Linked DNA regions of Gossypium hirsutum: region 1 is linked to region 2. Evidence: chromatin contacts called from public Hi-C data. All regions are on one chromosome and are shown on one strand. The core of a region is the stretch at or near the end of the contact, and the rest is flanking DNA. Distances in the headings are between cores, read along the strand shown. Region 1 holds the start of LOC107945360 (BTB/POZ domain-containing protein SR1IP1). Region 2 has its middle 13 kb from the start of LOC121224527.

Region 1 (5,006 bases), core at 1,961-4,460, 170 kb after region 2:
GAGCCGCTTTGTTATGTGTTGCACAGAGTTACAGAAAAGTAGTCTTTCAAATGGCAGCAAAAACCTCCGTGATGTGGTATCAAACATAAAGATGATATTATTTACAGCAATAACATACAGAAGAAGCAGATATTGAAAGGGATCCAACAGTCATGGTACCCCATAAAATAAAAGAGAGGTGAGAGCTCCAAGTTTTCTCAAGCCTTACAAGTAACACAGACGCTAAACAATTTCACACACAAAAAAATAATAATGCTTTTTAGGCAAAGTAATGTGGTGTCAAGATATGGAGTGTCTCCTATCTTTGCTGGGTCTTGTTCGACCTTTGGCACCGGAAGGGACGAAAGGATAAAGCCGTCCGAGCTTCTTGGAAACTGAATTCATAAATGATTTTTTAGGCAAAGGAGGCTTATCAGATGATGGCGTAATACTTCCCATAGGACTGCTTATTGCCGTTTTTGCTGATGTTGATTTTTCTATTTCTTTCAATCTCATTTTCATTTTCACTAGCTCTAGTTTCAAGTCCTGGTTCTCTCTTTTCAAGCTGGACAGTTCACCTGAAACTGGGTGGACATCAGTAGGGTATAAATTCACCTTGGAAGGAATGACAGCAGGGGAATCTCCACTTCCATTCATAACATCTCGAAGGCGTTGCTGCTCATGGTAAAGGACTTGAACCACGGTCTGCACTGGAAGACGGTCATTCTGAGCCGCATGCGCGCAGGCCTCCCTCGAGAGTTTCTGGCAATCCATTAAACTGCAAACTTTCTTCCTCTCCATGTCAGTAATAGTGGGGTGGGCCTATTGATTGTAATCAAATCAGTGAAGGAATATATGTATGGTGGATCAAAAAGATCATAACAATTATATTGAAAAGTTGTGAATCTCGATAGTAGTAATATTATCTTGTATGCAAATGCTTCAAGATCACCATTACTGCAATGTGTACGAAGTCTTGGAATAAAGTTGCAGCAGATTCTTAAGATGGAGATTTATGTACCTTGAGGTAGATATCTATGGCTCTATACATCCCATCCTCTGTTACCCTGGATTGTTCCGGAATGAGTTCAGCAAGACCGATGAATTTCGAGATAGGTAGATTACGGTCAGATGATATTTCAACTAGGTAGGTCTCCATTAGCTTTCCCACCCTTTCCATGTCACTTGGTGGGGGAGAAATGTACTCATCATCTTCTTTGTATCCAAAATGGTGGCCTTCAGTTTCATATTCAACGTAGTTCGTCAAGATCCGCTGCATGGTGTCCACATCAAATAATGTATCCCCGGTAACAGAATATGCAGGAATCAAGAGATCATCCAAAACAGCCTGTCCTAATTGCAAGGCCATCCTTCTCTCCAAATCAAGTCGACAAGCAACAGTTGTTTCAAGGTATATCGCTGCACGAAGCAACACGGATAGAAAGCTTACAGACATTGCATTTTTCTCCCTAGGCAGAAGACTCACTATGGTTTCCAACACGACCCTTTTCTCGTGTTCTTGTCGTGGCTCAATTTTCTTCCTCCCCTTTCCAAATACTTCCTGCATGAAAAAAAAGGAGTCTGCACTTTAGACATCAAACATGTATCTAGTAAAGAAGTCCATCATGTTGGTATGGGTGTCTCACCAAACCTCTAAGAGCCTTTTGTGCATAAAGCATAAGCACTGGACCAAGATCATATTGTTTAAACCCTCTTGCTACCATTGCAATCAGAACCCGTTGGAAGATGTCGATTCGAAGAACAGCTAAATCTTCAGCCCACCAATCGACAATTGGTCTCGAGTTAGTGGTTGTCAAAGAAATGGTACTATCATTGCCACTATCAGACCTGCTAGACATATAAAACTGGCTCTCTTTGCAAGCTAAATACGCGATTGCGTCAATGCACCGGCTCACTAATTTAACTTCCTCTGCAATAGGGAGGAGGCTTTCAGACATATGTAACACAGAAACTGCTCCTGCTAGACTCTTAAGTGCCACTTCATTCAAGTAGGCTTCAGTTCTTCCCACAAGATTTCCGACTGCATAGTCCTCAGTCATCTCGAGATACTCGGCCGCACATCTTAGCATGGCAATGTTTTCGGTGCTTATCTCGAAATTTATCCCATAACAGAATTTAGCTGCTAGTTCAAATGAATCTGCTCCACCTGGAACATTGGGGATTTCTATGATTGAATGATCAGCATCATTGGATTCTGATACAACTTTCCTTACGTATCCAGACTTAGATATTAATGGAAACTGCAATTCAAGTAGGAAATAAGTTCAAAAAGTGCACGGTTCTGCCATAAATAAAACAAAATATAGATGCGAACTTGTCTATAAATGGTACTAAATAAATACGAACATCAACTGTATCCAATTAAGCGACCATGGTTCCAACACTACGGCTGCTTGTCATTCTTGATAAATGGAAATTCATGAATTAAAGTGTTTGATTTCTACCTTATGCAGTGAGAAAGAAACTCCTCCAACTTGGACAGTGACATCACTGGGAATCTCCTGAGAGAAAATCCTGGGAAAAACAACAAAGAGATCAGGTTATCAACTTCAGCAGCCACTTCATCAAAACTGATCCCTGTTACTGAAAGAAAAGGGGATAATACTGATACCACTCGCTGGTTCTCTTCATGGCTGTGGAAAGAAGCTCCTTTTTAGATGACATGTTAAGACTAGTAGGTGCAATCTCCTCCTTAACAAAATCCACCATGTAACGCACTCAACTAATTTTACCATGATCTATCTTATCTCTATCTCCATCAAACCATAGATAATGAGAACCTTGGCAATTGGCAGAGAGAAATTCTGACACGATGCTTATAACTTTACAAGGTTGTAAGGAAGCAACAGAAACATGTCATTTCCTTCAATGTTTTGTCTCTTTTTCTTTTGCCTTGAATGTTTAAATGAGAAGCAGAAGCAGGAGCTATCATCTCTCTAAATCTCTAATGAAACTGCATTATCTAACTTCAGCCTTAAAAAAAGCCATCAGAAATGGGGAATTCCCAAAACTAGGCCTCACAAGGAAACTAGAGGGCAGGATGTACGGTGGACAAGGTTTTAAATGAGTGGCAATTTTGGTAATAGTGGAATGAAATGAGGTGAGTGTATAAGAAGATAGATGAAGATTAACAGCGTGTGGTGTGGGTTGTAGAGATGAGATGGCTTCAACTTCCTTCCTTGGCGGCTAAAGGTCGAAAGCTTGTGAGTGGGAAATATTCCCATCCACAAATGTTCCCATCTCTCTCTGATAAAAGTTTATGTTTTAGTTATTACAGGATATTTAAAAGATTTAATCTTCTAACTATTTTTAAATATGTTACTCTTATATTGTTTTACAGTGTAATAATGGAGAAAACATTTTTGACTACTTTTGTAGTCATCATATTAACATTCCAAGTCTAGCCCTTGTGTAATTGGTGATGTGAGCGACTACTTGTTCACCACTTTAACTAGTCTCCAATCGGCAACAGTAGGAAAATGGAAGGAAAATGTTAGAAAAAGTTTTCCACATTAACAGGCCTAAACTAAAATTGCATCTCTCGTATCCATACATGGGTGAGGTTGAGATGACACATGTCGATGGGTTTCTATTCTGAAAAGTGATAGAAGAGATCAGTTTGTCCCTACATTTTGAAGGCAGCAGATAACTGGGTTTCTATTAAGGTTGGGTAGAAATTCTCCTTAAAAACTAATGAAAAGCATGATCATCTGTTTTACGCAATTTAAATTAAAGGTCCCTTTCATAACGTTGATAGTTGATTTGATCGCCAATCCACGGTAGGATTTGGTATGAAGTAGTGGGATTATTTCACAGCTATTCCGGGCCCCATCCTTTGGATTTCCTGGTTATACCAACATTAAAAGGATTTTTGTATTTAGTTGCAGGCAATTGTCCCATTTTCTCAATTATTATGTTATTCTATCAAATTTTGACTCTTGGTGCATTCAAGTTAAAAGGACTAATGCTAATGGGCACCATAGCTACTGGAAACTTTTACACATTAAAAAGAGGGTAATTTAACCATGAAATGCAAAAGCTTGAGTTATTAAATGCCTTCTTTTAATAATTCCCGGCTATTTCATGAAATATGTAGCTCAATTCTTGAAATTTATTTTTTTTCTCCTTATAACACACTAAGCTGTATTCACCTTGTTCACATCGACACTATTATCTTTGTAAGAAAATGTACGTTGAATCATATTTATCTTTTTATTTAAGGGTTATAGTCATAGAAATATTTTGAATAGTTCTAGACATTTTAATAATTTTAACTCAATTCAGAACAATATTCAAATTTGTAATTAATCAGGCTAATGTGACATTATACAAAAAATGCTTAAATCATAAAATGGTACTTAAATTATACTTTTTTTTCTCAAGTTGCTATTTAATTTTTTTTTTGGTAACATAGTATAGTTTAGTATCACTTGTAACCAAAATTAATTTAGGTACCAACTTGAGAAAATAGGTATAATTTAGATAACATTTTGTGATTTAAACCTAAAATAAAGTAATTTTAAACTCTAACATTTAAGATTTTTGTTAATTTGATCCTTACTCTTCAAAAATTTGATCCTCACTCTTCAAAAATGCATATAAAGAATTCAAAAAAAAAATTTCATATTTTCAATAAAGATCCTAAAAAGTTGAAATTGTAAAAATTTTCCAAAAAAAAAAGGAAATTCTTTTCTAGTTAAAAAAAAAAAGTTATCTACTCCTTGAATGTTAATATATATATATTGAAATTTTAGATACCAATGTCACATCTTGCATGGTAGTCCATATATATTTTATTGTTGACATGACACTATTTTATTCAAAAATAAATTTAAAAAAACAAATACATAAAATTCTAAAAAATTAATTTTTTTCTTATTTTCAAAAAAACCATTAAAAATATGAAAAATGCTATAAAGCCATTTGAAATTCAAAAATGAAACATAAAATTAGTTTTTAAATTAAAAAATATAAAAAATGAAAAACTTGAAAAGTAGAACAGTGGT
Region 2 (5,405 bases), core at 692-3,191:
GCTGTTTAATTTTATAATAAATTAAAGGGTTAATATATAATTTGATTCTTGAACTTGTTCATTTTATGTAGTTGGTCCCTAAATATTTTTTATCTAATTGGTCCTTAAACTTGTATTTCATCAACTATATTAATATTTTTGTACTAACATTATTAGTTGTGCTAACGTGATACAACTAGCTAATCTGGTGATCTCACGTGGTAGCCTCTTAGTGCACCATATGGAAAACATAAACTAAAAATATATATAAATATATAAATTATGTTTCCCATATGTCGTCCTCTAAATTGGTTAGAAATATCATGGCATCATCACAAACTAACGGTGTTAGTGTGGAGGAACCAACTTGATTGACGGAATACAAGTTCAACGACTAATTAGATCCAAAAAGTTAGGAACCAACTAGATACAAATAGATAAGTTCAGGGGCTAAATTATATATTATTCCTAAATTAACTAGTTTTATGTATTTTAAACAGAAATTTGTGTTTAGAATTGAAATAGAAGATGTCGAATTCTCTCTGTGGTGACAATGGGGATGGTTCCTGTTCTGTTGGTGATCGGAATACTAAAAAGGTGCGGTTTAAAGAGACAGATTCAAGGTCGGATCCAGAGATGGTTGTTGATTCGAATCCTTTATCGTCGTTATCCTAGAAAGAGAAGCTTTTCGGTAAAAGATTGCATGATCAAAAAGGGGGAGTAAAGTGGTTAGTCTTGAAACGGATGATGATTTTGCTTTTTCTTGATGGAGATATCAAAAGGTCATCTGTTAACGGAGTTCCATCGATTGAGTTTTTGGATCGGGTTAATCAACTTTTAATCAAAGAAATGTCTACCTGAGTGGTGCTTAAGTTGTTGGGGCAAAACATTAGATTTGCAGCACTCCAAAATCAGATTAATGGATTTCGGAAGCCTTCCATGTCATCCCAATTGATGGATATTGAGAACGGATATTTCCTGATGAAATTCAAGAATTCAGAGGATTATGAGACGGTTTTAACCCAAGGACCATGGATCATTTACGGTCAATATCTGACTGTACAACCCTAGACAACAGAGTTTAATCTCGCACAACCTTACCCGAATGTGGTAATGACCTTGATCAAATCCCCGGGTCTTCCAGGACATTTGTACAAAAAGAGAATACTGTGGGAAATTAGTGGAATGGTTGGCAAGATTGCAAAATTGGATTTCAATACGGATAGCAAAGCGAGAGGAAAATATGCTCGTATGGCTGTTTACGTTAATCTGGGAAAACCTTTGCTTTCACAGGTCCTAATTAATGGAAATATTCAACGCATCGAATATGAATCGTTACCGGTGGTTTGTTTCTCTTGTGGGCGGTACGGTCATTTTAAGGAAACTTGTACATAGGCGAAAGAGGTTGTGACTACTCCGGTCGGAAAAGATTTAACGGCAGATATGGCTATGGCGGATGCTGGTACTGTGGTGGATGAAGGGCCATTTGGACCTTGGATGATAATGGAGTGAAAAATCAGGAGACAACCAAGAGAATCTCGTAAACTTAGAAAGAATACCCCTGGAGGGGGTTTCTCGGGATCCCGATTTAAGGCATTGACCCAGATTGAAGAGGAAGATGATGATACTGCTTTGGAAAAGGAAAGGTCGACGATATCCAAAAATAAGGGAAAGAAAATTTTGGAAAACTTAGCTCAAGAAGATTCGGTTATAAAGAAATGTCTTCCTCAGTGGAGGCTTTCATCAGGTAAGTCGTGGAACCTTTAGCAAGCCAGGCCAATACAGGCCTAATGGATCAAATAAAGTTTCAAGAGTTGAGGGAGATATTTCAAAGGCAATTTGGATTGGAAAACCAGCGACGGACCCATCTAAAAATTATTTGCCAGCAACCGTTCTTGGACAGGGGCCTTTGGTACAAGCCGCTGCTATTGTAACAAACCCAAACACCAAGTGTAATGATATAGGGCCTAATCCAGTGGCCCAGGACACTGACTCCCAACTTCAATCAGTTTCGGCCAAGGCTGCTATTAGTCCCGATGTCTCTTCTGTTAATTCTGTCGGAGATGCGATTGTTTCTGTTAGTGGAGTACTCATGCATACTAGCCTTCATAAAGGCGTTACCACCCATTTTATATTGGACGTTTTGATGGATTCTGGCCTAAATACTGATGGTGTTGTTTTGATGGGTTCTGGTCTTGCTAATGCTAGGGGTGTGGTGCAGGATGAAAATAGGGATTGGATTTTTAGATGTATCCGATATTTGGGAAAATGCTCAGTTTTCGACGCTGAATTATGGAGTATTTTGGATGGCCTCAATCTCATGCAATGAAGAAAACATTGTAGGGTGATAATCCAATCTGATAATTTGGAGGCAGTTAGAGTAGTTCAAGATAGTGCATCAATTATTTCAAATTTTGCTTTAATCAGGAGGATCCAATGCCTTTTGTCTCATGAAGATCAGTGACTTTTAAGACATATACCTAGGGAACACAACCATGCTGCGGATGCTTTAGCCAAATTGACTTTCGAAAGAAAGGAAGACTTGTAGATACTTCATTTTCTTATTAGGGAGATTCAAGTAATCCTAGATGCAGATAGAACTAAAAGTGTTTTATTTCAGAATGCACCCATGTAACTAGTTGTTTATCTTGCTCTAATCACCAAAAAAAATGTGTTTAGAATTTTAACCGAAGTTATATACTTACATGAATGCTTTTATTGATGGAATTTGTTGTTTTTCTTCTATTCTTTTTCCTCTAATTATGTAAATAATTTAAACATACTTCTTCATACTATAATTGATATAACATATAATGTTTAATACATAGTTGATGTATTAGTCTCATTCGCTGTTAATGAACAAGATTAAACCAGCTCATAAATGAGTAAAATAATAGAGTAATTGAAGACTTATAAATAAATATTGATAAGTTTATTTAATTATATTTAAAAATTTTAATTATTTCTCAACTTCTCCCCTATGTATTGACATACAAAAATTTTCTAAATTAGGTTTAGGGATTTTTTTTCTCAATTTAAAATTATTTGATTAATTTTCGATCACCAAATAATTAGAATTATTTTTGAGATTTTTTTCTCATCTCGCTCTCGTACATATATAAACTGAGTTTTGGGATTGTTTTTATTAAATTTAGAAATATTTTAGCCATATTTTTGCTCCATTAAGTATGCTAGAGGATAACCTTACAGATTTAAGACTATTGTAATAAAAATACTTTGTTGGCAAGAACACCCGTGAAAAGTAGAAAACTGAATTTCATAGATGAAAAATTTATTCACTACCGATTTGAGATTAGAAAAAAAAAACCCGAAAACTCAATTTATATACGTGAAAGAGGGAGATGTGAAAAAAAAAATCTCAACCCAATTTAGAGAAAATTTGCTATGTCTCAATATGTAGGGAAGGGGTTGAGAAAATAAAAATGTTAATTAATTTTAATTATAATTAAATAAATTTATTAGTATTTATTTATATATAAGTCCTTAAATACTTTATTATTTTACTCATTAACGAAGTAATTTAAAGTACTTCATTGATGATGTATGAAACTTATGCATTGATGATGCATCAAGTACTATTCCTTAATCTAAATATACTTTTCCGATAACATAATTAATGTTAAAATGTTTTCTCATACTATAATTAATATAAACATGCTTTCTTATTATATAATTAAAAAAAGTTGTGTGTCAAAAAAATTAAGGAAGTTGTTATATGTCCAGAAAATTCTATTAGGATCCGTTTAGGAATTTGAATTTGAATTTAAATTATTATATAAATGATAAGAATTAGATAAAGTAGTTGAGATTCAATCTAATATTAGAAAAATCTAAAAATATTTTAAAATTTTAAAAATTTAATATTAAAAATATTTTTTAAATTAAAAATAAAATTTGAAAAAAAAGGGTCGGGAATAAATCAAACTCGATACCTCGTGGGTTAATGCGCGAGTCTTAAATGAACTTGATTCTTTAAAAAAAATGCTTTTTTCCAAATTTTTATTATTCAACCTATTAAAAAATAAAAACTATTTTTTTATTAAAAAATAATTCTAAGAGATTCTTTTTTTTTAAAAACTCTTCAAACCAAATTCTAAAAATTCGAAATCTGATATTTTGAATTCTCAACAGGAAAAACTTAATTTTCTGTTGTGTTTTAATTCCTCAAAGATGTTTACAGACTACATAACAATTCACCGATGGAAGGATGTTAACTATTATAACTAATGTTGTTCAGTTATTTTCGCAAATAAAGTAAAGAATACTCTATGATATTTTATTACCTTAAAATTAGCACATCAACAAATATGGTAACCAATGTTTTATTACCTTAACTACCACATAAATATAAATAAAAAAATATGGTAAAAAAATATCTATTTGTTATGAAATAATAATAAGATAAAGAATACAAGAATAATAGTTGAGAATAAAGAGAGATTTCTATTGTTTTTCTATCCTTTTCCATAAGTAGTATACTCTTATATATATATAGGGAGATTAGACTCCTCATTTTTTAATACATAAATAGGAAATGAGTTACAATGAGATGAAATGTGAAGAGTTAAGGAAGTTGAAAAGTGAAAGGTTGATTATAATGAGCATCCACTTAATAACATTCATAACACTCCCCCATTGGATGTTCATTGTATAAATGATATGTCTCATTAAATATCTTATTAGGAAAAATCCTGTGGGACAAAAACCTAGTAAAGGAAAAAATAGTACATAATATTTTAATACATAGTATGTCACAACCTTAAAAGAAATATGTAGTGCGAATTTACTCCCCCTCATGTAAGAATCACTTAAGATCTTTGAAATAACGTAATCCAGTGTTGAAAATTAACTTTTCAAATGTAGCAATAGGGAGTGCCTAATTGAATTTTTGATTATTCTTTGCATCAGGTGAGGGGTGTTACAACAATGCATATTTTGCTCCCCTTATTTGAACATTATTTTATAACTCAATATTGAGACATTCAATATTATTTATCAATAGTAAATCATCAACATATACAATAATTTTTGTTGATCCGTTTCAATATAACAATAAAATTCAATTACATTCTCATGTTTTAGATGTCGCCAATAACTTTATAAAGTATGATGTATTGTATCATCCATTATTACCAATACAATGAGTGTATTGGACACATAAAGAATTGATATTTCAGGACCATTGTTTTATAACATCATTGTATGACCATTTGTTCTTATTGAACTCTCGATTTTTAGGTTGAGATAAAATTTAATTTTTAGATGTACTTTTATTATAAAGTTTATCTACCGAATAATTATTGCTCTTGAAAATTCTTTCAGAACACCAATGATATTTGATACATTAATATTAACAATTTTGATAATAACCTATATGTATAAATACATTAGTTAATAAAAAATCC

Evidence for each region. A called contact is a pair of places that touch in the nucleus more often than the background predicts.
Region 1: a contact with region 2 is called in a Hi-C map of leaf, with 2.4 times the contacts expected there. The contact joins the promoter of LOC107945360 here to the enhancer-like site in region 2. A contact is called at or near these places in 3 of 34 Hi-C or Micro-C datasets (callus and leaf).

What each region holds. Positions count from the first base shown.
Region 1 is chrD12:29,527,650-29,532,655 of Gossypium_hirsutum_v2.1, forward strand. It overlaps LOC107945360 (BTB/POZ domain-containing protein SR1IP1), which reads right to left and starts at 3,211. Exons shown (of 5, transcript XM_016879333.2): 1 at 2,612-3,211; 2 at 2,445-2,514; 3 at 1,626-2,240; 4 at 1,001-1,540; 5 at 75-801. The coding sequence starts at 2,709. The coding sequence ends at 280.
Region 2 is chrD12:29,362,905-29,368,309 of Gossypium_hirsutum_v2.1, forward strand. No RefSeq gene overlaps it. Among protein-coding and RNA genes, the nearest start is that of LOC121224527, 13 kb to the right of the region's middle. Within about 2 kb of position 1,942, at least 9 of the 9 cell types and tissues checked have an H3K27ac peak or open chromatin away from gene starts, as enhancers often do. A contact at or near this core is called in leaf, where this site is marked.